Linked DNA regions of Mus musculus: region 1 is linked to region 2. A link is a contact called in public HiChIP or PLAC-seq data. All regions are on one chromosome and are shown on one strand. The core of a region is the stretch at or near the end of the contact, and the rest is flanking DNA. Distances in the headings are between cores, read along the strand shown.

What was found. HiChIP or PLAC-seq counts read pairs in DNA pulled down with a chosen protein or histone mark.
Region 1: an H3K4me3 HiChIP or PLAC-seq map of bone marrow-derived macrophages shows a contact between it and region 2, with 9 times the contacts expected there. The contact joins two enhancer-like sites. A contact is called at or near these places in 3 of 39 promoter capture datasets (the C10 cell line, maxillary cranial neural crest and pre-B cells), 1 of 15 datasets of contacts at CTCF or cohesin (large pre-B cells), 2 of 484 Hi-C or Micro-C datasets (both in bone marrow-derived macrophages), 3 of 115 datasets of contacts at active chromatin or transcription factors (bone marrow-derived macrophages and large pre-B cells) and 1 of 9 other capture datasets (embryonic stem cells).

The regions. Positions count from the first base shown.
Region 1 is chr6:124,373,881-124,378,077 of GRCm38.p6, forward strand. No RefSeq gene overlaps it. Among named protein-coding and RNA genes, the nearest start is that of 1700027F06Rik, 11 kb to the left of the region's middle. Within about 2 kb of position 1,816, at least 133 of the 459 cell types and tissues checked have an H3K27ac peak or open chromatin away from gene starts, as enhancers often do. A contact at or near this core is called in bone marrow-derived macrophages and pre-B cells, where this site is marked.
Region 2 is chr6:123,959,472-123,963,393 of GRCm38.p6, forward strand. It overlaps the pseudogene Gm21023. Among named protein-coding and RNA genes, the nearest start is that of Vmn2r26, 63 kb to the right of the region's middle. Within about 2 kb of position 2,065, at least 36 of the 459 cell types and tissues checked have an H3K27ac peak or open chromatin away from gene starts, as enhancers often do. A contact at or near this core is called in bone marrow-derived macrophages and pre-B cells, where this site is marked.

The sequences.
Region 1 (4,197 bases), core at 566-3,065, 410 kb after region 2:
GAAGATAGCATTTGAGCTATCCAGTGCCAGTTCTTCCTTGGAAGACAAAATTTGAAGAGGTTCATCACTTCCTGTTTTAAGCACAATGGCCTTACCCTGTCATCTGTTATTTCTAGATTATTTTGGAGAGGATGTGAAAACATTGGAGTTTGAGGTTCCCAGTTATAACAGTCGCGTGGTTTATGAAAAAAAATATTTGGGCCTAATTCAGGATGAAAGAAAAACAAAATGAGAAATGCAACTTAAAAACATCATTGATTTCGATCTGCTCAGAGTCTGGTACTCTATAAAGTCTTAGGAGTGCTCTGAGAAGCATGAGGTCTCTTGAAGCAGGCTTTGGGGTGGAGGGTGCACTCCATAGCTCTTCACAGCCAAAGCAGGCCTAATTACATACTTTACAGGCCCCCAGCCAAAGAGGAAATGTGGGATTCCTTGCTGCTCATTTATTGCCATTCTCAAGGGAGATCTGGAATATTCCCTGTAACGTGGGGTCCCTTTAAGCATAGTTTGTGTTTCTTGTTTAAATGTATGTTTAATGTTATATAGACACTAGCCTAGTTGCTTCTTTTTGCCTTGCCCACATTTTTCATGGTTCCCTGAGACTATCTGGCAGCTTGGTCTTATTAAATAGAATGAGGCTCTAAAATTCCTATTTCTATTTGTTTTTCACACTGCTCAGAAGAAGAAGAAGATCTGGGAAACGAGAAACTTCTGCAGGAGGAAGAGAAGCCCTATGTTCAGGTTGCTGAGTTCAGAGAGTCTAGGATCTCACTGGAGGAGAAATCCATGTGCCTGTACTGACAAGCTATACTACGGTCCAGGCTAGAAGTTCAGAGACTGCCATAGTGGTACTAGGATAGGACCATGACACATTGTGTTCCCCTTTTACATAAGTTCTCCAATAATAAACACTTTGGTCCTACTCACCAGGTGTCTGTCATTGAACTGCTTTGTGAGCAGCTAGAGATATGATCTCACAGCACTGATAATACATCCACCTTTATCCTAGATTATCACAGGAGAAACCCTGGTGAGTGGCTTGTGCTCAGACAGAGAGAAATGTTGGGTCCAGATTAGCTCAAAGTTAAGTCAGTCAAGCATGCCCAAAACGGGCTGGGTTCTTATATTTAGCTTACTGGATACTTTCCAATAACTTGTTTTATCCCGTGGGAAAAGATGAAGATGTGATAGAACCTCGTTGATAAAAATCAAATTAATCTAAAAAGTTGGGAAAAAAAACAACTTTTGAGAGACATAATAGAAATAGGAAGATGGAGAAACCCACTGGAAAGTATGTGATGTATGGTGCAGAGATCTGAACAGTTTGAAAGAATGACTTCCCTGTCAGGGGTACACAGAGGTGACCGGAAGTAAGCCAGTGAAGCTCTTTCTCCCACAGAGGCAAAGTAGAAAGTTGTCCTACTCCCGATCTTATGCTTTGCCCACAGGTAAAAAGTCAGATAAAAAAAGATTATGTCTTCTCCAGTCACTGACTAGCCAATATTTCTCCTTGATTCTCATATCTGAGGTATCTCGTGCTCCAAGCTGACCACACTCAAAACCAGGTCTGTGCATTCAGCCTGTTGGAGTCAGAGCCTGAACTTTGCTCCAGCACGCACAGCAGAGCCTTCAGCAGAACAGCCCGCAGAGCTTCCGCATATAAACAGAAGGGTTTGCAGTTCCGAACAGGAACCTGTCCACAGCCAGTTTACTAATAGAATATAATCCAAACTCTAGCAGTTAGACATTGGCTGGCCTGCTACAACACAGTAGAATCAGGGCTAACCGCCTTTTCCTGAATGCGAAGGCAGCTGCTGTAGTCTCTGGGCGTTGCCAGTTTCCTTCCCCTCACAAACCACAGCAGTTAAAGCGAGCACTGGCTACCAAGGAGCAGGGAAGCTCGCCACATCCTTGCTAGTGTCTGATAAACACATTGCAGAGGAGGCCTTGTGATCTCCACTTGTCGGGGAGAGCGTTCTGTGCTATCTTAGATTTCTCTCAAAAATGTAGTTATCTACAGAATTTACTAAACTAGCCGGCTCACCACTGGCCTGTCCAGAGGTGAAGGGGCACGGGAAATAGGAAATTTCAACTGCGTGTATCAATAATGGTATTTCATGTAACAACTCAGAAATGACCACATCTGGTCGTGGTGGAGTACACCTCTGATCCTAGTGAAGGGGGGCAGAGGCAGGCAGATTTCTATGAGTTCCAAACCAAACTGGTCTACAAAGTAAATTTCAGGCCAGCCAACACTACTTAATGAGACCCTGTCTCAGAAAAGGAAAAAAAAAAAAAAAAAAAAAAACCACACACACACACACACAAATGGCTTTGTGTATTCTCAAAATATGCCTTTCTTCTAACTGGGGTAGTTTGTTTTTGAACCACAATTCCCTATTCCCACCAAAACAGTAAACTCTCCAGACCCAAAATCAACTGCAAAGAACTAGGAGCATCCAGGGAACTGACTGAAACCCTGGGAGTCTGATCCTGAAGGTGACGCGGGAGCCTCAATGGACCTCAGTGGATGGCAGGAAGTGGGGCAGGGACTGGTGAAGGGCTTTGGCATGGCAAGAGGATGCAGAGAGAAAAAGCAAAGAGGTGAGCAGGGCCATGTTCCTTATCTCCTCATTTCATTCCACCATCTGGGCCAAAGCTACAAAACGGGTGCCGTCAACCTAGGCTGCTTGCTCTGCTCCTACCCCCGGCAAAGAAGTACAAACACTACTCAAGGGTCATAGAGAACATTTTAAAAGTTGGGTGGATATCATGGAAGAACAAGTGGTTTGGAATATCAGTTTCCTGGAAAGATGAAGGGAAAGAATAAAAAAGGAAGGAAGGAAGGGAGGGGGGGGGAGGGAGGGAGGGGGAGGGAGGGAGGGAGAGAGAGAGAGAGAGAGAGAGAGAGAGAGAGAGAGAGAGAGAGAGAGAGAGAGAGAGAGAAAGCACCACATCGAAGAAGAGCTGAAGGTGTCAGGTGCGCTTCGGGCGCCTTGGGAGACCAGGAGACAGAGGGTGTCAGATGGCTGTGCTTAGCTGACTCTTTCTTCCGTTTGATTCAGTCTGGAACTCCAGGCCCATGGAGTGGTTCGTCTCCAGTTCAGGGTGGGTTAAACCTCTCAAGAGACACCTTCACAGACACACCCAGAATTGTGTCTCCTAGGTGAGCCCAAACCCAGTCAGGCTGACACAAACCAAGTTCATATAGCTTCAGAGCTATCAAGTTTTTGATCTTTCAAAAAAAAAAAACAAACAAACAAAGCTGTTTCTTTTTCCTTACAACTTTTCTAGTCTCTAGCTCTCTGTGCTATTACTTCTGTCTCTGAGGTAATGGACTCTAATTCCTGCTCACCTAAAACCTGAAGTAACACTGTTATTCTGAGTTTTTTTTTCAAGGTTCTTACTGTACACATGAGTGGTCAAACTCCCTCTCAGGCCTGTTGGCACTGAGTTCCACAAGCTTTGATATAACATCTAATTTGTTTAGGCTCCGTTGTTTCTGAGTGTGCTATTTGATTTTTACAACTCAGACCTCTGGTTCCAATTCCTAACTGTATCTCACTGGAGTTTAAAACACTTTCCCTGCTTGCACACAGGTGCTACGTGCAAAGACCCTTGAAGAGCCCTGAAACTGTGGACAGTACAGAACTCTGCAGAAACTGCACTTCTTTTCAAAGCTGCCAGGCTCTGAAAGGCGCCTCTGGCTGATCCACACAGCTGTCTCATGCTTCTCTGTGTGTGGTCAGAAGACTTTTCTTGGCACCAGTGTTGGTTCCGAAGTCCAGAATGACTTCTTGCACCTAGTCTAAGGGTAGAAAAATGGACCTTTGTTTGTATCTGGGAAGCTTATCTGCTTGCACTCCATCTCAGAAGCAATGAGCATGTGCCTGTGCCCAGAGGGCAAAGGCCAGTGTTCCACGGCTGGCAACTTGGGAGATGGACAAGCTCCAAATGCATACATTCCCAAGACATTCGAGTAATCCTAACCCACACAGGGGTCACCCACACAAAAGCCAGCCCCTATGAGAACATTCTAATGAAATCCTACAGATCCCAGGTGAGTTGCCAGTTTGGAAGAGCTGAGGTCTTCACACCCAGGGGACTTCATACCCACTCACAATCTCATCTTCATGGGCCTCTTCTGGGTGCTTATCAGAGACATTGAAGGTAGCACAGGAAACCACATAGAATCCT
Region 2 (3,922 bases), core at 815-3,314:
TAAATACTAGTTTGCAGAGCCTGGTTTTGACCACACATCTTTACATATTGACTGAAGGCTGTTACTTTCACTAAGCCTTAACCTCTACGATACATCCAGACAACTGCCCAGTATGTTTTCTTGGTTTTATTTCTAGGTAGACCATGGGTGTGTATGATCATTACAAGGAATAAACTATCTGAAGAATTAATTAAAAATGAAACTGTAATTCTTACAGTGATTCTGCAGGCAGAAAGTTCTGGTGTTTAGCATGGGAAAGGACAAAGTTAGAGTACTCTCAGCATGATAACACTCAGCAATCCCTTTAACCCTGAAATCTGAAGAATTCCACTCTGTGAACAACGCACAGTGCTAACTTCAAAGACACTCACCTGATTGTGGTGTTCACCCCAAGTTATAAGTGTGTCATTTAGGGAAAGATGCTGAGCACTGTGAGATTCAAAGACAAACTCGCCAACCTTCACGTGAGCTTTGGTACCACTCTGCAGAGACTGGTAATTAAAGATGTCAAGCTTGGTTGCTGAAACTTCCTTATTAACAATGTTCTCCTCATTGGTGCTTCTCACAAGTTGGTCCTTTTGTAAGAATGGATGGAGCTAAAACAGAAAATAACTGTCAGAATTTGCAGTACAACTCACTTAGATACAAATAAACCTGGTTACTTTAATTGCTCTCTCTTTCACTAATTTTATGTCCCTGTGGCTTTCATTATTGTTCTGTTATCAAACATTTATCATAAGGCTAATACATGCTAGCAATATGTCAATATGTAGAGGTTAGTATAGTCATAAGCTATTTACCAATACTATCCACACTATTTATATTTGAAAACTGAATTTTCTCAGTCACTCGGTGATGAAAGGAGGATTCTGGACACCAGATTCTCATTTTGGTGAAAAATAGGAACAATAAAAATGAGTTGTTTTAAACGTTTTGCATAATAGCTTTTCAGAATAAATACAATTTTTTCACAACTCTTAATTACTTGTGAAAGTTTGAATAAAAAATTCATATTTTAAAATACGAAAGTTGTCAATAAGGGAGAGGAAAGCAGAAGACATGTGGTATAGGATTGTAGAGAATCATGTGATAGAGAGCACCAAAAAAATATGGGAGTCAGAGAGAATAGATGGAGTAAGTTAACCAAACCTGAAGATATATGAAGAGGTCAGGCATAAAGCATAACTTTGAGCCAGTTAGAAAGAAAACATAATTTAAAAAGTATTTAAACAAATTTGTTATAGATTATTATGTATAAAAAATTTCTGTGGCAGATAGGAAGCCCCCAAAAGACGTCAAGACTATGCAGGTTATGATCATTGCCCTTGGTTACACATAAGAAGCACGTTTTCATTGTTGTTGCCCCATTGAATAGCTGCATACTTATGCCCACATGGAAAGCATGGTGGATTATAAGTCCATTGGATCATGAAGGAAAAAACAAAATGAAAAACAAATGTAGGATAGGGACATGGTGGGAGTCTGGAGGGTCTGTGAGGACAGAGCGAGATGAGGGAGGGAGGAAAATGTGTGTGAACAGAAGGTATTGTGTACTTGTATGCTTGAATATAATTGTCAAGGAAATAAATTATTGTAATAGACCATATACGATGGATATAAAAACAATGATGTCTAACCTTTTAATTTGAACTTAAAAAGGCAAGCAAACAGTTCTCTGAAGAAATAAGTTAAACATATCCTTTCCTTAGAGAGTGAGATGATTTACTTTTAAGATTGACTTAGCAAAATTCTCCTATTAAACTGAAGGGCAGAGGAGTGTGATCTGAGATAAAAACATGCAGGAGTAAAATTTTGTTCCAGCCTTATAGCAATGTTAAAGGAAACTTGCAGAGAAAAGGAAATTTGTATAAGCTAGAAAATTATACTGACATAGAGACAATAATAACAATGAAGAATACCATATTAAACTTGAGCATTGTATTTAGTTTATTTTTCTAGTAGGGTATAATCTCCTCAAAACCACAAAGTGAATACAATACCACATAGCTACATTTTTAGATAAAGGAAACGCTTGACAGCACTGCTACAACAAATAGGAAAGAGGAACATAGGGTTTCCAAATGTGTCATCATTGCTGTTAAGCAGTACTTGTAAGTATGTCTTGAACATATTAGAAAACCACAAGAATTTTTTAAGTATAACTGACATTCTATGAGAAAAGGTACAATGGAAAATATTCGATTAAATCTAAAGAAGTCAGCTAAAGATAAGATAACAAAAAGGGTCAACTGCCTCCAAAAAGAAAATGCTCATGTGAAAGTCATTATTATAAAGCTCAATAATCAGTTTAAGGTTAGTTCACTAAATGCATGAATTTAAAACAGATACAAATTGGAGTAAAACACTATACTCAACCAGACAAACAAAAAGCTGCCATGACTTGACTAGTTAACATGAAATCCACAAGGAGAGTCAGTGTCCCTTAGCAATGCAGAAAATGCAAGCTTACCACTGCAAGAGTACATGGTCCTAATTTTGTGCTTATACATGTAGCCCTACATGGACTCAATGGTCTTAAAAAATATAACACATTAGCTGGGAGGGTAGATGGTATGGATAATAGAGAATATACAAGGGGTAGATTAGAAATAAACATATTGTGTGCATGTATGAAATTCTTAAACAATAAAAAGGATTAAGAAAGAGACAAATATAGAGGGAGAAGGCATGCAGGAACATACTGTGTCAACACTAATCAAAAGAAAGTTGGATTGAGTATATTAAAGAGAGCAAAGTAGCCTTCAGAACAACTTAGACATTAAAAGAAACATGAAAACAATAATTAATATAAATAATAAAACAAAAACAATAAAAAACACCAAGAAAACTTTAAAATGATCATAGAATGAATTGGGTGGTGTTCCTTCTGTTCCTATTTTGTGGAATAATCTGACAAGTATTGGGATTAGATCTTCTTTGAAAATGTGATAAAATTCTACACTAAACCCATCTGGTCATGGGCTTGATTTGGCTGGGAGACTTTTAATGACTGCTTCTATTTCTTTAAGGGTTTATGGGACTGTTTGGATAGTTTAGCTGATCCTGTTTTAACTTTGGTACCTGGTATCTGTCTAGGGAATTGTTCATTTCATCCAGAGTATGCAGTTTTGTTGAGTATATGTTTTTGTAGTAGTATCTGATGAATTTTTGAATTTTCTCAGTTTCTGTTGCTATGTCTGCCTTGTCATTTCTGATTTTGTTAATGTGAATACTGTCTCTGTGTCCTCTAACTAGTCTGGCTCACGGATTATCTATCTTGCTGATTTTCTCAAAGACCCAACATTTGGTTTTGTTCATTCTTTGTATAGTTCTTTTTTGTTTCTATGTCTTCTTCAGTGTATTTGCTTCTTTTTGTTCAAGAACTTTCAAGTGTGTTGTCAAGCTTCAAGTGTATGCTCTCTCCAGTTTATTTTTGGAGGCAGATAGAGCTATGAGTTTTCCTCTTCCCACTGCTGTCATTGTGTCACATAATTTTTGGTAGGTTGTGCCTTCATTTTCATTAAATTCTAAAAAGTCTTTGATTTCTTTATTTCTTTCTTGACCAAGTAAGTTATCAATGAGGATATCATTGTTCAGCTTCCATGTTTATGTGGACTTTCTGTTATTTTTGTTATTATTGAAGAACAGCCTTAATCCGTGATGTTCTATTAAGATACATGGGTTTTTCAATCTTTTTATACAAAAAGTATCTACTGAGGCTTGTTTTGTGACTAATTTTATGGTTAATTTTGGAGATGGAATCATGAAGTTCTGAGAAGAAGGTATATTCTTTTGTTTTAGAATGAAATGTTATAATGACATCTGTTAAAGCCATTTAGTCCATAACTTCTATTAGTTTCACTATGTCTCTTTAGTTTCTGTTTACATGATCCGTCCATTTATGAGAGTGTGGTTTGAGATC